Regions from separate parts of the Sus scrofa genome. Here region 1 is linked to region 2. The links are chromatin contacts, called in public HiChIP or PLAC-seq maps. All regions are on one chromosome and are shown on one strand. Each heading gives the region's core, a stretch centred on a gene start, on an enhancer-like site or on the middle of the called end of the contact. The rest is flanking DNA. Distances are from core to core; before and after follow the strand shown. Region 1 overlaps NTNG1 (netrin-G1). Region 2 has its middle 380 kb from the start of NTNG1.

Region 1 (2,739 bases), core at 16-2,515, 97 kb after region 2:
ATGGAGTAAATTTCACTCTGACTTTATAACACGTAGAAGTTGTAGCCTCCAGATAACTATACATTCCATAAGTAGCAGGTAAAATATTCTGTACAGCCTTGGTAGAAATTGGCTTTAGATAGTTCTTGCTTGCTGACATTTGTTTCAAGTGAAAAGTAAGCAAAAAACCTCTAGAGCTGTGCTGTTCAATATGGCAGACATATGTGTCTATTAAGCCGTGCAATATGGCTAGTCCTAATTGAGATGTTCTGTAAGCATTAAACATCTGATTTCAAAGACAGTAGGAAAAATGTAAATATATCTTTAATAATTTTAACATTGATTCTAGGTTGAGATGATAATATTTCAGGGCTTTTTTGGGGATTACATAAGTTGCTAAAAACACAGTTCTATTTATTTTTACTGTTTAATGTAACAAAACATTTAGTTATGTGTGTGGCTTGCGTGATTTTTCTATTGAGCTGCGCTGCTCCAGAGGATCTGCCTGGTGGCTCTTTAATATTACTAAACTGACTGTGTACAAGATAGAATGGAAAATTAGTGCAGAATTAAAAATCAGAAAAGGTTATGAATGACAGAAGGAAGTTTCTGCTCAGATTTTTAAAATTCTGTTCTCTGAATACAGCAACATGCCACCTGCCTTGACAAGCTCTTAAGAATGTCTGATAATCCTCAGAGAAATGAGGCTGAACCAAATGGCATCGTCTAAAGCTCACTGCACGGGTGCCTAACCTCGGAGGCTTAAAATCAATATTGATTTTCATCATTTATTTTATCCTGGCATTTAAATATCCCTTAGATTTATTACCTTTAGGTTTCTGGTTCAGATTCAGTGATGGGTATGATACAAGGGTGGGAATAAGTTATGTAGATATCATTTAATTTATGAACTCCGGAGCTCCAGGGTAGTTTAAGAAATATATTAACCACATACACATCACCCTTCATTTTGCAGTAAGGATTTCCAAGCTGGGTCCCTATTGTGCCATTTAATTTATGTCTGGCCAGGTCCACGGAACTGCATACAATATTTCAATATAAGTTGCTTCAGCCATCAGAGGGAACGAAGATGGGCTTCAAAGGAGCCAGCTGGACAGCTGATGGATTCCTCTCTCTCCTCTACATAGGCTGGGGCATTAAGTAGTTTTTAAAGCTTGTCAGCGGTTTGGGTCTTTTTCTGCTCTGAGAGGCTGCACACACCGGCCTAAACAAGCAGAATCAGCCATGCTGCAGCAGGCAGAGGGCAGCTCCCAGAGTTACTTACGTTGACAGCCGTAGTGCCAGGAATTTCCTGGCAGACACTCATCACACTTAGGCCCTGTCGTTCCAGTCTTACACTCACAAAATCCTGAGCCATTACAACGATCATGGACTGAGCCCAAAGGGTTACAATAACACTCTGTAGAAACAAGACAACACACAGGCTGGAGACAAGTCCGCATGGCTTATTAGTTATCAACACAGGATCGTCACTTACTTAAATGCATCACTTACATAAAGAGAGATGTCCACTAATGAAATGCTTTGGCAAATATGGCTATTTCAGGTCCATTTATTTATTTGCTCAGGCTTTCGTAATATCATTTTTATGTTTTGGGAGGAAATCAAATGAAAACTTCCAAGGACATAAAATATCATGCTCTTCACTGCTAACAGATTGTAACAGAGTTTCCATTTGTTAGGGCGTTTTTAGGTGGTTTAATGAACGCCATGAGAAGTTTGTATATTGAGGATAAATCAATGTGCCATCAGCGTAAAAATCTGTTTTAAATTATTCAAACGAGCTTATCTGTTACACTCAATATTTGAGAACTGCTGAACATCGTTGAAGTGCAGTATGATGCACTTTGTTCATTCAAAGGTAGCTTTATGTTAAGATTTGGGATGGCACTTTATATATATATTTATACTATGTTGTGATGAGCCTTTAGATATTGTATCTGCTAGGCATGTTAGAGTAGCTTTCATGCAACCTAAATTAACAATCATGAAAGAAAAATGAATTTTATAATCCTAAATAAATTTCAACATAGGCATAATGTGAGACTTGTATTTTTCATTACAATGTCTATGGACAGAACAATATAACTTTGTGTAATAAAAAGTAAGTGGAATATTTTCTTGATTCCTCACCCATTATTATGCAGGATATTTTTATTTCTGAAGCTCTGTTTTGCTTAAAGGCTGAATCAGAAATGAGAATTCTTCAGGCTTCTATTAGCTTGAAAGGTAACAGCAGCTAGTTTGTAGCTTTTGGAATTCATAAGCCAAAATTCCTTTCTTTGTAATCCCACTGTATAATCTTGGACAAGTTACTATATACCTCTATCTCTTCATTTCCTTTATTTTGAAATGGTCCCATTAAGGACTTCCCTGGTGGCCTATCAGTTAAGGACCTGGCATTATCACTGCTGTAGCTCAGGTCACTGCTGTGGTATGGGTTCAATCCCTGGCCCAGAAACTTCCACATGCCACAGGTGTGGCCAGAAAACAGATACATAAATAAAATGGTCTCATTAAGAGGTTTTTGTGTTAAACACCAAATAAAATCACACTAAGCAACTAACCAAGCAATCAACCATGAGAAACCCTGAGAATTTTAGTTTAATATCAAGTTTAGGGTCTTAGATTAGCAATGGAGATTCAGGGTTTACCATATATACAGAGATCCAGAGGTCTGGTTCTGTTTTTATCATAGAGACTAATTAGATAATTAGATAATTTCTTCAAAGAATGTGC
Region 2 (2,880 bases), core at 339-2,838:
TCCCGACTCATGTAGACAAAGCAATGCATTCTAGATGATGTCTCTGGAAAATTACTCATGAGTTACAAAAATGAAGGTGAAAAGGCAACACTTAACCTCTAAATTCAACCTCTGGGAAGTCCCCCCAAATCAATTATCCAGAAAAAGGGGAAAAGCCACATGCACTGAATTCTGGTTCTAACAGCAAAAACAAACAAACCAAAAACTGGAAAACAATTCATACCCAACAAAAGGGGATTATTACATAAATCACAGTGTACCCACAAATAGAATATTGTACAGTTACTAAAACCAGCAATTATGGATAATTTATAGCAGCTTAGAAAAAAGCTTTGCCACTTAAACAACAAAATTAAAAAATCTATTTATGCTGTGACTACAATTTTGTAAAAAAATGATCATACGAAAAACACTCCTAGAAGGGGCACTGGAGTAAACAGAGTTGATTTGCTGAATGATGCTGATTTTTAAAAAATTTTGTTAAAATGCCATTTGTACACTGAGCATGTAAATAAGTAAGAGAAATGTGGTTTTGTTTTTGGAGCAAGTTTCCATTTTAGATCATACAGGCACCACCATCTTGCTGAACTGGAGACAAGGAGTCCCTCACGTGTGCATGGCTGAGTGGACGTTGTCAGCAAGGACCTCATCTCCCAGGTCAGCCCACAGTTCCTCATGAGTCTCACTTCTAAACATGCCCTGTGTCTCCATTTTAAAAAAAAAAAAGCAGAGCTCCTGAGAACTCATGTGAGTCTCCACTGGGTTCCCACAGGTATGGTTCTTTGGGGTCAATCCTCTTTCTTCCCAATGGCTTTCCAGTTTCTGGAGACTAGGGAACCACACTCAATGGATCTCTTCCCATCCTTTTCCTCTTGCCTCAGGGCCAAATGTCTGACCCAGGTTCGCCTTTGTTTTGTTCACTGTTTTCATCATCTCTTCATCAAAATCTCCCCAATGAATATTTGCATATGTTCATAAAGATGAAATGCCAGCGGTTTCCAAAGGCAGGGTGCCCTGAAGATACTGGATGCCCATTGTTGCCGTTCTTATCTATTCAATCCACGCCCTTTGCAGGCTGCAGGGGGATGGGAGGGCTTTTGCTCACAGAGGAATCTTGTGTGATGTCAGTACCAGCAACAGCTGAGCCAAAATGCAAACCTCCTGGGTCAGATATCATCCCGAAATAGGTTGTGAGCAAGGTTGCTGTACTGGCAGACTCCTTCGTCAAAAAAAAAAAAAAAAAAAAAAAAAAAAAAAAGCAGCAGCTATGCCTGGGAACTAGTATGGAAAATAAACTCCAGTGGCAATGTATAGTGAGGACAGATTTCATGCTTTTGAAATAAGCTGGGCTATGTGGCAAAGAAATCAATGCCAATGAAATAATGGAACATAAGCCCTTAGAGGTAAAAGAGCGCTCTTCATTCTGGGAGGAAAAAAACCAAAAGCAAGCAAAAATGGATTTAAAATGTCCTTGTCTTGGGTTTATGACAAATGGAGAAAGAAGCAGATTGGCTGGTTGGGCTCACTGGGAAGAGAGAAAAGGGCTGAATATTCGGTTGCGCCCTCTCCTCGCTAGGGGGCAGCCACAGGACAGGTGCGGCGAATGTGAGCGGCGTGGCCAGCAAGAGGGGCACAACAATGGGGCCAGGCGGAGCCTGCGGAGAGCAGACTTCCTGTCTCAGCTCCTCTCTCTCCCGAGCAGGGGGTGAATGCAGGTCTCCCTAGGATGCGATGTTCTCATGGGAGATGGTCAAAATGAGACTCTCCAGTGTTGAGCGCTCTCATGTCTGTAAAGATTGACGGCAAAGCCCTCACGTAATAGCTGCCTAGGTGCATGATTACTGTTGGCAAAAGGATGGCTTGGCGTCTTTATAAATGGTCCCTAGCCTTGTTATATTTTTAACTTTTAATTTTGAAATCATTTGAGATCTACAGAAGAGATGCAAAGATAGTTCCCATATCCCTTTCCCCTCACACGTGACACAGTCCTGGTAGCTTTTTCAAAACACAGACATTCCCATTGGGACAGATTTTATTCACATTCCACTACTGCTTCCACTACTGTCCTTTTCCTGCTCCAGGATCCTGTTCAGGATGCCGCCTCGCATTCAGCGGGCTGGTTTTTCCAACCTGTGATATTTTCTTAGCCACTCCTTGCTCTTGACAATCTGTACGCTTTCGAAGAGTACGGGTCAGATATTTCCTGGCATGTTCGTCAATTCGTGTTTGTCTGACTGGGGTTGGGGATTTTAGAGAAGAATGCGGCTGCGGCGAAGTGACCGTCCCGTCACCTGCCACCACCATGACGTCACCCTGATGTTCACCTTGACTTGGTAACGGTGGTACCTTCCAGGTCTCTCCACCATAAAGTTACTGTTCTTCCCTTTCCCTCACTTTTTCTTTGAAGAGAGACACTAACTCCAGCCCACACCTGGCGGGGGGTGGGGGGGGTTAGGAGGCGTATGAAAATATTTGCACGCATGTACTTAAGCCGCCACAGAAATTATTTTGGGAAGGAGAGTTACTTTGATGCCAACTAGTTTTATTATTTTAAAATTAAATCTACTCCCCTCATCAAAAAAGTGAGAGCAGAAAACCCAGTCTCACCAATCTCAGACAAAAACCCAAATCTCATTATTCACTGTGTGTGTTTACTATCTGGTAAACACAATTACATTTGGATGTTGGGAACATACTTTCATGTGGGTTATATTTAGGAAGGCCACAGAGTGTGACATGACCTGTTCATTGTCCAGCCCCTGCCAAGGATGGGTGCTTAAGATCATCACCCTTACCCAAGGTTTAAAACTGTATGGGCTTCTGATTAAGAGCCATAGGACAGGGTGAAAATGAGTGAGATCGAGGTCGTAGGTGCTGAGA

Evidence for each region. HiChIP or PLAC-seq counts read pairs in DNA pulled down with a chosen protein or histone mark.
Region 1: a contact with region 2 is called in an H3K27ac HiChIP or PLAC-seq map of skeletal muscle, with 4 times the contacts expected there. The contact joins two enhancer-like sites. A contact is called at or near these places in 9 of 47 Hi-C or Micro-C datasets (embryonic fibroblasts, epiblast stem cells, fetal heart ventricle and 4 more) and 1 of 2 datasets of contacts at active chromatin or transcription factors (skeletal muscle).

What each region holds. Positions count from the first base shown.
Region 1 is chr4:112,332,011-112,334,749 of Sscrofa11.1, forward strand. NTNG1 (netrin-G1) reads right to left here. Exons shown (of 8, transcript XM_021090114.1): 7 at 1,265-1,399. Among named protein-coding and RNA genes, the nearest start is that of NTNG1, 280 kb to the right of the region's middle. Within about 2 kb of position 1,266, at least 4 of the 83 cell types and tissues checked have an H3K27ac peak or open chromatin away from gene starts, as enhancers often do. A contact at or near this core is called in skeletal muscle, where this site is marked.
Region 2 is chr4:112,234,398-112,237,277 of Sscrofa11.1, forward strand. No RefSeq gene overlaps it. Among named protein-coding and RNA genes, the nearest start is that of NTNG1, 380 kb to the right of the region's middle. Within about 2 kb of position 1,589, at least 2 of the 83 cell types and tissues checked have an H3K27ac peak or open chromatin away from gene starts, as enhancers often do. A contact at or near this core is called in skeletal muscle, where this site is marked.